3 separate regions of the Mus musculus genome follow, and all the other regions are linked to region 3. Evidence: chromatin contacts called from public Hi-C and promoter capture Hi-C data. All regions are on one chromosome and are shown on one strand. The core of a region is the stretch at or near the end of the contact, and the rest is flanking DNA. Distances in the headings are between cores, read along the strand shown. Region 1 overlaps Scfd2 (Sec1 family domain containing 2). Region 2 holds the start of Slc10a4 (solute carrier family 10 (sodium/bile acid cotransporter family), member 4). Region 3 holds the start of Lrrc66 (leucine rich repeat containing 66).

Region 1 (3,657 bases), core at 1,125-3,624, 640 kb after region 3:
AAGATACACAATCCTATAAAACTGACAGCTGGTTGGCTTGCTCTATCAATACTTGGCAAGTTGAATCCTGAAATTTTGCATCTGCACCAGACCACCTAGCCTGCAGCCTGCACACTGGGTCTGCAGTGGACCTCCTGGCCTGCAGCCTGCACAGTGGGTCTGCAGCAGACCACCTAATCTACAGCCTGCACATTGGGTCTGCACCAGACCACCTGGCCTGCAGCCTGCACATTGGGTCTGCAGCAGACCACCTTGCCTATAGCCTGCACATTGGGTCTGCAGCAGACCACCTTGCCTATAGCCTGCATACTGGGTCTACAGCAGACCACCTAGCCTGCAGCCTGCACAGTGGGTCTGCAGCAGACCACCTATAGCCTGCACCTCATGCTCTGTGCTATGCATTATGTCCATCTCTCCCTGTCAGTGTCCTGCTCTGCTCTAATAGTGTGCAAGCATGTGGGTGGAGTAGCTCTCCCATGGCACAGGAGGCACAGGACCGCTCAGTGTGTCTGCTCTGTGGCTTCCTGCTACATGGGCAGAGTGAGAAGAGTGGGACACACTCTCGCTGGGTGACCTGGCCCTTTTCCAGCCAGGTTGGTAGGCACCATGAGCCCATCACTGTGACCAGTCATCCCAGTTTTGAAGCCCCTCTCTTCCTTCCACATGTGTAACCCGTTTTCATGTTAACTAAGGTCTTTTCAGCAATGCCAGCCATTTCTTACTCTACCCAGCTCTTTTCATTTCCTGAATCTTTAAAATATAACCTTTAGGGGCTGGAGAGATGGGTTGATGTGTGAGAGCACTGGCTGCTCTTCTGGAAGGCCCAGGTTCAATTCCCAGCACCCACGTGGCAGCTCACACTTGTCTGTAACTCCTGTTCCAGAGGGTCTGACACCCTCACACAGACATGCACACAGGCAAAACACCAAATGTGCATAAAGATAAATAAATCTTAAAAAAATAGCCTTTAAGGAACAGTTTTAGATTTACTAAGGAATATTGTAAATGGGAGGATTCTAAAAGTTGGTCAAAACATAGCATAGATAGACACATGGGTGGGAGGAAGAGTTTAAGAGATCACTGTACAAGACAGGGTCTATAGTGAATAATAATGTGCTGCACACTTGAAAATTGCTGCTAGCACAGATTCCAAATTAAATCTGCCTATGAGAAGTGAATGGCTATGCCAGTCTAATGTAATCACTTCGTAAGTACCCACATTTCAAACAGAACAGCACAATGTTGTTCACTATAAATATAATTTTTTTTAATCCCAGCACTTGGGAGGCAGAGACAGGCAAATTTCTGAGTTCGAGGCCAGCCTGGTCTACAGAGTGAGTTCCAGGACAGCCAAGGCTACACAGAGAAACCCTGTCTCAAAAAAAAAAAAAAAAAGAATAATAATTTTTGTTTGCCAGGAATTGGTAAAGATTTAAAGTCTGAAGCTATCACAGGGTTTCTCATATCTTTCTGTATGCCCTTTTCCTTACTGTTCACATCTGACATCCACACGGCACAGCACACTGGGACCATACACCTCATACAGAATGCCTTTTAAACACTGAAATTAGCTCTCTTAAAATGCCTTAGCTTAAGGGTTGAGGGCTTCTCTAGCATGTAGATGTCCTGTATTAAACCCCAGTTCGGGGCTAGGGGAGCGGCCACAGTGTGCAGTTGATTCATTGCAGTAAGTACATCCCACTATTATGTAGCCATTAGCACTGTCTGAAGAGACAAAGTTTGCAAAAACCGAAACTCTCTATTCATAAAACAAGAACTTCCCACCCTCCCACCCCAAGCCCCTGTCAATCTGTGCTGTATCTCTATGAGCCTGAGTACTCTGGGTACCTGGCATGTGTACAACCATACAGTGTTTTGTCCTTTTGTGACCAGCACAATGTGTTCAAGGCTCCCTGTGTTGTCTATAGTCAGCATCCTCAACCTTGTTACAAAGGAACCGATGTCACTTCCCAGGCCAACTGTGCTTCATGCTTGATTCTCATCAGCTCTCCATTGCAGTGAGCCCTGGCCCAGTCAGTTTGTAGTCCTGGGACCTCATCCCCAAATCCTCAGCACCTGAAATCTACGACTCTTTAGGACACATTTTACAAAGCCTAACTACTGGCAGTCCCTGTCCTGGGCAGTTTTATACATCTTACTTCACTTTCGTGACTTCCTTACGAGGCACAGAATAGCTTATGCGACTCCGATTTACAGAGCCTCACAGTCTTGGAAGGTGCGTGCGGTGACTTTCAAAGGGACTACAGTTACCACAGGCAGTCCCGGAATTAGAACCTCTGAAGTCCCAGACATGCTGTGGTACCGCTCAGTTCCTGCCTGTGCTAGCTCTCCTTCTGCGGGGTAGCTGTTACTCCCCATACACCCACAAGTAAACACATTTCTTCGCTGAACTACAGCTGAGGCTGTTTCCTCTTGGCCTCTCTCTCCACTGCACTGTTTGAGCCTCGTGGTACCCAGCATCTCTGAGCCATGTCTGAGCTTGGAGGCTCCTGTTCCTCATCGCTTCTTGGCTGGTTGGCATGAGCCTAGCCCTTCCCTTCTTTTCATCATACCCCAGTAGGGATCTACTTTGTAGTTTCAACTTAACTTCGGCTAGTCTTTTCAGTCATTATGTTTTAGCTAAACACAATGATCCAAGACAACTAACATTTTACTTTGTTGAAAGTACACGATAATTCAATGTCTACACCACCATATTCCTTTGACTTGGAGTAACGGAAGACATTTTATAGTTGGGAAACACCACCACTGCACTAAGAGCAGCACAAATGTCATAAGGGTGTGAATGCTGATGTTTGGCTGTGCAGAGGGGACGGTTGGCATTTTAGGTGTTGGGTGCAAAAGACATTCTCTGTGACAGACGAAGAGTTGATGGCTGGGTAGGGAGGAGGCTGGTGCCTAAGATGACAAGCTCAACGGAAAAACATGCAAAGCCGAGGACACAGGTATTTTTGGTTGCATCCCGCAGCGGAGCTTTAGCGTCTGATCTTCCATCGCCGCAGGGCGAACAGGTGATCGGCTGTGAGTGCATGGATGTGTTTAGCATGTGTGCAGCTGTGACTGGCTGCCTTAGAAGACAGATGCTCTTCTTATACATTCTTCACTGGGAAACAGGAAGCTCCCACAGAGGTGGTCAGGACCCTGCAGTGATGTGACAGGATGTCTGATTTACAGTCGCTTCACTGTAAGACAGAACCAGGCAGTGTGAGGATGGAGCAGCTGCTATAGGGACTGGCAGCAGACTGTGTGTGGGTGTGTGCGTGCATATCTATGCAAGAGAGAGGTGGGGGGACTGCGTACACTAGGTATCTCAGGTCCAGACAACCAACTGTTACTTGGAGTGATGTCATAAAACCATCCAAATGTAAGTTCTAAATCTCATAGCTTGCTGCTTCTACCCAAGAGCAGGAAAATGGCTTGCGAATTACAGTTCATGATAGAACATGACACTTTTGGATTTATAAAGGCCATTTTCAAATATTCCGTTTTGTCTTTCAGGCACACAGGATGCTGTGTGTATGTATAACAAACCATGAACTTGGCTGTGGTCTGACTACTTCTGCCTGGTGGAAAGCAAGCCGAGGTCACGGGCACTCCTTCCAGGAAGAGTGTTAACAGCCGGTCTGTAATTTGTGG
Region 2 (4,105 bases), core at 221-2,720, 630 kb before region 3:
TAGGAGATACACTCTGTGGAGAGAAGTGCCTTTCCTCTGACATGTATGGAGTGATGGGCTTCACACTGCTGAGCCTCTGTTCCTGTAAACTCTGATGTGATTTGTGTGGGGATTAGCCTGTCTGCGGGCAAGCCTCTCCACACTTCGTTTCTGTCCAGTCCTCTGATCCCAGTGCTGAGACTCTACTCATGACACTTCATAAATCTGTGACCATGGAAATGTCTTCTCCCCACCTGCCATTGACTCCTTTAAATTTCTAACAACATTATAAACCTTGTTTTATATGTGTGTATGTATATATATAAATCCTTGCAAACAAATAAAACTTCACACACTAAAACAAACCAGACCCAAAGTCTATACTACCTAGTTAGTTAGAATGGACGTTTGCAGTGAAAGCTGACCACAACACCCTTAACATTCATTGTTTTCATCAAGACTTTTCTCAGCCCAGCTTCACAACAAGGTGGAGATCGAGCCAGGTACTTAGCAGCTTCGTATGGGGAAGTGGGGGTGTCCTGCCTCCAACTGTAAGAGTCAGGTATGACCCAGAAGGGGAACTGGCAACAAGTGATTGAATATTTTCAATACAGGGCCTGGGAGGATTCAAGTTTCCTAAGCAGAGACAATGCAAATGTGTGCCAAAGGCTCTCATCTGATCGTTAGCATTGTGTTTGTGATTAAAATGCTATGCCACCCACAATAGATATGTACAATTGCAATGTATCGATACAAATGAAATAGAATTTGTAGACAGAGTATAGAGCCCATGGGTTTGCCCTGGCTCTGAAATAGCACTAGGCTCAAAAAACCATGATCAGTATTATTGTTTTTTAAGTCTTAGACTGGACATAAAGGCTTAACACTTTCATTTACGAATTTAAGCCACAGACATGTGCTGCTTTTAGACTGGCTCACATGAAGCCTGGTGCCTCTATGGGTAGGGCTGCGGGTTATTTAAGCTATTTATATATATGACTTACATATACATAGATAAACTTCTTTTTCTCCATTCGATGAGTCTGGCCCTCTAAATTTCATTACCAAAGAGGCCGAGTTCTGGTGCGCAGCTGCTGGGCAATCTGACTAAAGATAATTTTGTACTGCTAGGCGAAAGCATTGGAAATGTTTTCATCATTAAAAAAAATCAGATAAATGTTTAAGGAGCTACATTCAATATGACTTGACAAGCTTATACATCTATCCAAACCTCACATGGGACTTTATGTTCAAATTTAACATTTGAACTAGAAAAATTATTTTCAAAAGAAAAAAAGGCAGGGCCATCAGAGAATTTGATGGGTAGCCAGGCCTGGTTGGTCTTCTCCGCCCTCCTGGGCTTTGTCGGGTCTTTGTTCCACCCCTGGCTGCACTGGTACAGAACCACTTAGCTGTGATTAAAAGGAGGGGACCGAGCAGCAGGGCGGGGCCTGCGGTGCGGGCGGGCGGCGACAGGGCCGCGCGGCGCTCAGTGCCAGCTGTGGGGCAGCATGCACACCACAGCGACGACCGGCCCGCCGCACCGACGCCGCGGGGACGCTTGACCAGACAGACAGGTAAAAGGGACCACAGGACCGAGGGAGGAGGTGTGGCCAGGGACAGCCCCTGCAGACCGTGCCTCGGCGACAGAGCCATGGACAGCCTGGACAACACCACCCTGCTCCTTGCCCCGTCCTCGCTGCTGCCTGACAACCTCACCCTGTCTCCCAACGCCGGCAGCCCGAGCGCCAGCACCCTTTCGCCTCTCGCTGTCACCTCTAGTCCCGGTCCGGGGCTCAGCCTCGCTCCAAGTCCAAGCATCGGCTTTAGCCCCGAGGCAACCCCGACTCCAGAGCCCACGAGCAGCAGCCTCACGGTCGGCGTGGCTGGCCAGGGCTCCTCCGCTTTCCCCCGGCCCTGGATCCCCCACGAGCCCCCATTCTGGGACACGCCGCTCAACCACGGGCTGAATGTGTTTGTGGGCGCCGCCTTGTGCATCACCATGCTGGGTCTAGGCTGTACCGTGGACGTGAACCACTTCGGGGCGCACGTCCGGCGGCCCGTGGGCGCTCTGCTGGCTGCGCTCTGCCAGTTCGGCTTCTTGCCGCTGCTAGCCTTCTTGCTGGCCCTCATCTTCAAGCTGGATGAGGTGGCCGCGGTGGCTGTACTCCTATGTGGCTGCTGTCCTGGTGGAAATCTCTCCAATCTCATGTCCCTGCTGGTAGACGGCGACATGAACCTCAGGTATGGCCTCTTTCTCACCCCAACCCATAAAATTCACAGCAAGAGGGGTGTGTTGGAGTCCTTTGGGTGAAGCCCTGAGGAGGGATGGATGGGGTGGGGATGGGTATATGGAGGCTTGGCTTTGAAATCCTGGCGGACATTTAAAGATTGTGTGTCAGTGGGGGAAGATCTAGACTAGAACCTAGCTGCTTAAAGGCCCTGGGATTTCACACACAGCCCCTCCCGGAGAGACAAGGTCTTAACTCATGTCTCCAGGAGGGCAAAGAGAAGGGAGAAGTCAGAAGCTAGGACTCGAAGGAAATGCAAAAAAAGCAAATCAGGACTGTAGTCCCATAAGGAAAGTAATCTTGAGAGTGCAATGTAATCGAGTTTCATCCAACAAGTCGCTTCGCCAGCTTCCGTGCTGCAGGCTATTTGGTAGGGTTAAAAGAAAAAAGGTTTCTTTCCTTCGCATCCTCTCAGGTACCCAGTTTCCAGGCTTCACGACGCCCAGGGCAGCTGTCCTGGGTCCTGCATCCTAGGTCATTGTCTTGCCTGAATTCCTGTTTCTATTGCGACATGATAAAATAGATTCTCTGCAGACTTCAACCCGGAGGCTTGCAGTGTTACCACCTCCCTTCCCGGGGCTTTGTAACAGGTAAGGAAAGACATGGCTGACTCTGGCTCAAATCCCTTTCTGACTTCTGCTCATACCTTTTTGCAGCATCATCATGACCATTTCCTCCACACTCCTGGCCCTGGTGTTGATGCCCCTCTGCCTCTGGATCTACAGCCGTGCCTGGATCAATACCCCTCTGGTGCAATTGCTCCCCCTAGGGGCAGTCACCCTGACTCTCTGCAGCACTCTCATTCCTATTGGGCTAGGCGTCTTCATTCGCTACAAATACAACCGCGTGGCTGACTACATCGTGAAGGTAGGCTCTCTCTTCTCTTCCTAGAGTCTGGTCTCTGAAGAGTGGCAGGCAAGCTAGGAGGTTTGGAAAGCAGGGAAGGATACAAAGGCCTTTCAGGGACATACTTAGGTGTATACGGCAAGCCTAATGTCTGAGGTGGGAAATTCCTAGGGGAATATCTCTAATTAAGTCACAGCTCATGTTGGGAATAATGATGCAAGTGGTAATCCCGGTGCTCAGGGTCTGGAGTTTGAAACCAGTCTGGACTACAAAGCAAGACCCTGTCTCAACTCCTGCCTGGTAGGTGGTGAGACCTCTGAAAATGAACAATTAGTAACCACTCATGGGGGCACAGTGTGGTCAAATTGCAAACATTAGCAGGGTACAGAGCCACATGCTTGTAATCCAAGCACTTGGGAGGCAGAAGCAGGCAGATCACCGAGTACAGGGCCAGTCTGGTCTGCATAGTGAGTTCCCGGACAGGAGCTACATAGTGAGACTAAGTCTCAAAACAAACAAACGAAACCACAAAATGGCAAGCAATTCCCACAAATTGAATAGTACTAAAAATCAGAGCAGATTAAATAGAATTATTCAAAACATTTTATAATGCATTAAGTATGTTTTCAAGAGTGAAACTCTAATTCTGAGGAAACAAAACCTGAAATAGTATCCTTAAGTAGCTTACTTAAAAAATTCAAATTAGCAAGATAATGTTCTCAATATAATAGAACACACAGAATGTTGGCCTTAAAGCACAAAATAAAGCCAGGTCCTGCATAGAGAAAATTATGCTGTCATTTCTAAACCTGTGTATCTTTTTGCTTCCCTGTTACATTATATTATATGTTTTTAAGTTAATGAAATGATAAGGAATCATTATTATTAGACAATATTTTTAGGGGGCTGGAGAGATAGTCTAGTGGTTAGGAGCACTGGCTGCTCTTTGGGAGGACCCAGGTACAATTCCCAGCACACACATGTCAGCT
Region 3 (4,186 bases), core at 1-2,500:
TGCGTCTGCCTCTAACCCACGGTCAATGCCACTCCCCTCTACGGTCTGAAGAGTGCACATCCGTCAAGTCTCATCTCAATTTGTAGGGTCTGAGCCTGCCTTTCTCACAGTAGCCAATGCTTTCTTCGCCTTTGCTTTCCCGATATTTTCAGTAACTACTGAGTGAATGCATTCAATTCCACTCAGCTTGACAGAATGTCAATGCCATCACACATTGTTAGCACAAAAGGGAAAGGAGAGCAAGTAGCCCCCCCCCCACCCCCCCCCCCGTGTGCCTCCTAGAGTTAAGGCTCTGGAGCCTGTCACTGGCTATGCTTTCTGCATGAATGAATGCACAGAATGAAGGACATTCTCACTGCAACTTCTAAACTTTTGTTTCATGCAAGGTCAACTCTCCCATCTCTCAGAGGGCATCTAAATTTAGGTACATAAACTGCAAAGGTGCCCTACCTACGGCAAGGAGTAAATTATAGTATGCCCCTTACGCAATACCAAAAGCTGAATTCATTTTCTTGGTCAGAGAGAGATTTATTTTGATGCCAACGCTGCAATCATTGTGCATACAACTGGACGTCAAGCTAATGTAATAGTAGCAAAAAAATTACAGCGATCATACTTATGCACATTCTTTCAACTCTGAAGAAAAAAATGGGGTTCAAACATACATTTTTAAAATGGAATATAAATGAAAGGTTTTTATAGTCTGGCCTTTTTCGAGGTGAAGAGATTGATACGTGAATAGATTTGCACTAAAAACAGGCAGATTAGTATAATTTTATGTCTGAGATGAAAAGAAGCATTATATTACATACAAATGTCTATGTGAGGTAAAAACCAAAAAACCAAAAACCAAAAACAAAAAACAAACAAAACAAAACAAAACCCAGAAAACAAACAAACAAAACAAAAACCCAAAAGCCCAAACCACCCACCACCACCACCACCACCACCAAACCCCACAAACGGGAGAACTCCAGAGGAAAGTACAGGTAATTAAGTAGAAATTGACTTTTGAGACTCGTTTGGGTTGAAGTGTGAGGAAGTAGAAATAACTGGAGAACGTGTAGTCGGAGTGAGACCGAGAAGGTAACAGGAAAAACGGAAGTAGAGAAAAGATGAATTCTTCTCTAAGAAATTGGAAAAAGAAAGGGGAAACAGTGGATAGAAGCCCTTCCGGAAATGAGGCCCAGGAAGGGCAGGACGCTGCTCCGGGGGCCTACCTGAGGGTCCTTAGGTAGTTTCTAACTGGTCTGTCTCCAGCTGATCCAGCCAGGGGAGGATTTTAAATCTGTGCCCTTGAGACTCCGCCCACCTTACCCAGCTCTGCAGCCAGCCCAACCCTTTCATCTCTGGGCTCCTCCCTTACTGAGTCCACACCCTTTCCTCGGCCACTCGGAGAGAAGCCTTCTTCTAAGGCCCAGAAGGTGAGAATCTAAACTGAGATTGGGCGGCTCTCTACCTCTGCCTGCAGAGAGGTCGCATAAGCAGGTCTTGATGCTCCAGTCTCCAGCCATATTTAGAATCTGTGTGTTTGTGCTAATGTAGATGCTCATTAATAAAGTCACGAAGAAACTGACCGCCAAGTTCACAGAGCTTTATTGTAAACAGAGGTCATCAATCTGAAATACATAGGTATATTTTTGTGTGGCATAACTTGTAAACTTTGCCCCTCTTGATGTCGTTCAAAAGATTACCATGAGCAGCACTTTAGTGGTCTCCTCTTCATCAAGTTAAAAACAAGTTTTTAACTCCTTTAAAAAAGCAAAAAACAAACAAACAAGAAAACACAAACCACTCATCAAAAACAGGTAGAAATTCTACCTTTCATCACCAAAACTATCACACAAAGTTTATTTTGCTTCTGTCACAGTGCAAGAAGATTGCCACCGAAGAATATTTTAAAAGGTTGCCGAGTCGGCAGGTAGCTCCTGCTTTGTGTTGTGTATCCCCCACCCCCCAACCTCTCACTGGACAGTCTGGAAGGGGTCTTCTTTTTATTTCTATCTCTTTGCATTGATATTCACCTCTCGAATACTGTCTGTTAAATGTGTGTTTGCTTTCCTCCCTGGGTCCTTCCTGCACCTACCTTCCCCAGCGCTGCAGTAAGTCCTCTCAGTGTGCTATGTTCAAAACCGAAGAAATGAACACATGAGAAGGCATACGCCCCCTGGTGGCCAGATTTAACAGTGCCGCTTCACTGTGCACCAAGCTCCGCTTCTCTGCTTTCAGGTCAGTGTGTCAGAGGGTCTACCCAAAATGCAGTCTAAAATAGCATACCTAGTAACCACGCGCTTTACAGAGCAGCAGGATATGCTCAAACTTCAAAGTGCTCAATGGAGATGTATCAAAACACAAGTGTTTCCCACAGACGTAAAAATACACTTTTTTCTCATGAATTGTATTCAGTAAATAATACTTTGTAATATAGGGTTCTGTGGATTTAGTAAAAATATTTATTTAAAGAAATTCTCAAAACAAATTTAAATAGAACATGAAACAAATGTACAATTTAAAAATACACTGAGCATGGACATGAGAATTCCAAGCGTGATTTTTCTGAGCATTATTTAGTTATTAAACAATACTTGAATATATCCAGAGGTATAAATTGCTCTCTTTCTTTACATCTAAAATCTGCACTTAGTGTCTGGTCTCCAGTCAACTCTCACCTTAGCCTGAGTTCACAGTCTATAAGGTATTTCATTTTTTCATTTGACAGAATTGTGACAACAGTGAACACGAATTGTTTTATGTGCTCATTTTTTACCCACACAGTTCTAAGTGACCATGACAGAGTACCAACATCCTTCTCTGTAGCTAGGCCCATGGTGCCTCCCTACTGTCTGCTTTGGAGCTATGCATTATTCTTCATCCCCAATCCCATGTTTCTTAGTAATACCAAGAAATTCCTTTTAAATCAAGTATAAACTGTACTAAGAATCAACTGGCTTGAGGGCTGTAATTAATTAAAATGAGACTGAGGTGAGGAGCAGAGATCAAGGTTTTATACCTAGCTAAAATGACCTGCGTCATCTTTCCAGTTAGCACCCTTTATTCTCGTGTATATTAATTTCTAGGCACACACAGAATTCTTCTAAAGGGTGATGCTGGTATGGGACACAGGAGGAACAACCTCTGGACAGCAGGACCTACTGAGGCCTAGCTTCCCCCCTTTCCACTGAGCTTCCCCAGGGTTTAGGGAAAAGTATGCCAGCTTCTCTATAACTCATTCAGGTACTCCCACATGACAAGCAGACCAAGCTGGTCTGTCTATTGAATGACATCTTAGAACTGGCTCAAGAGAGTTTAAAGTCTGACAGTGATTGGTCATGTTTTTCTAGCATTGGCATTTTAACTAGAGTAGCACACATGCTTGTTTTTTTACCTGTTAGGTGAATTAGGATTAGGTTTTTCCCATTCTTTGAGAGTTTTAAATAGTTGAAAATTCAGTGTAGATAGTAAAAAAGGCAGAAACACATTTGGAATCAGGTTTACCTGGGTTGGAATTGTACTTGACTCCCAACCCTGTATAGTATGGGGCAGCATCCTGAACCTCGCTGACCTTCAGTTTCCTGATGGGTAAAGCTGGGATCGAAGCCCTTGCTTAGAGAGGTGCAGTGGGAGTCAGAGAGATCAAGTGTATCGCACCCAGGACAGTGCTCAGCAAGAAGAGGCCTGATGATGATGGCTTCTGTTGCTCACGAGAGTGAGAACTGTGATTGCGTTTAACGTCCACACACCGTAAATACATGTATCATTATTTCAAGTAAACATACCATGACAGTATTTTCTTTAGTGCAAAACTAAGGAAACATAGTTTCTTACAAGCTTATATATGGAAAGCTCCTTAATGACTTGTTTGTGAAAATGTAGCTTTGGGTTAATGCATTAAAAATCTGTGCCTTCCCTTTTAAAAACCAAAGACAGAGCACAGTGTCCCTGTCTCTCCAAACATCTCTAGTGGATCTCTCCCTTAGAATGACCAAGGCTTACTGATGGAGTGTCTCAACCACTTCAGCCCTTTGTCCTCTAGGACAAGATATAGTAGAATGTTAAAAACACTTCAAAGATTAATTTTATTTTATTAATTTCTCATCATTGTTTTAGAGAACTGTTGAGTATCAGTGCAACTTACTAAAATGTATTAGAATGTAGGCACTCAAGATCCCTTAAATATGGAGAGTAC

Evidence for each region. Hi-C and Micro-C count contacts between places; a contact is called where the count stands out from the background. Capture Hi-C pulls out chosen DNA fragments and counts their contacts.
Region 1: a contact with region 3 is called in a Hi-C map of CD4 T cells, with 4 times the contacts expected there. The contact joins the enhancer-like site here to the promoter of Lrrc66 in region 3. A contact is called at or near these places in 2 of 39 promoter capture datasets (hippocampal neurons and pre-B cells), 1 of 484 Hi-C or Micro-C datasets (CD4 T cells) and 3 of 115 datasets of contacts at active chromatin or transcription factors (T-cell acute lymphoblastic leukemia, embryonic midbrain and fibro-adipogenic progenitors).
Region 2: a promoter capture Hi-C map of adipose tissue shows a contact between it and region 3. The contact joins the promoter of Slc10a4 here to the promoter of Lrrc66 in region 3. A contact is called at or near these places in 1 of 484 Hi-C or Micro-C datasets (embryonic stem cells), 1 of 115 datasets of contacts at active chromatin or transcription factors (pancreatic cancer cells) and 1 of 9 other capture datasets (adipose tissue).

What each region holds. Positions count from the first base shown.
Region 1 is chr5:74,274,192-74,277,848 of GRCm38.p6, forward strand. All of the region lies in intron 5 of Scfd2 (Sec1 family domain containing 2), which reads right to left. Among named protein-coding and RNA genes, the nearest start is that of Gm32064, 41 kb to the right of the region's middle. Within about 2 kb of position 2,375, at least 55 of the 459 cell types and tissues checked have an H3K27ac peak or open chromatin away from gene starts, as enhancers often do. A contact at or near this core is called in T-cell acute lymphoblastic leukemia and hippocampal neurons, where this site is marked.
Region 2 is chr5:73,005,434-73,009,538 of GRCm38.p6, forward strand. It overlaps Slc10a4 (solute carrier family 10 (sodium/bile acid cotransporter family), member 4), which reads left to right and starts at 1,471. Exons shown (of 3, transcript NM_173403.2): 1 at 1,471-2,223; 2 at 2,927-3,137. The coding sequence starts at 1,634.
Region 3 is chr5:73,631,171-73,635,356 of GRCm38.p6, forward strand. It overlaps Lrrc66 (leucine rich repeat containing 66), which reads right to left and starts at 1,251. Exons shown (of 5, transcript NM_153568.1): 1 at 1,221-1,251. It overlaps Sgcb (sarcoglycan, beta (dystrophin-associated glycoprotein)), which reads right to left. Exons shown (of 6, transcript NM_011890.5): 6 at 1,579-4,186.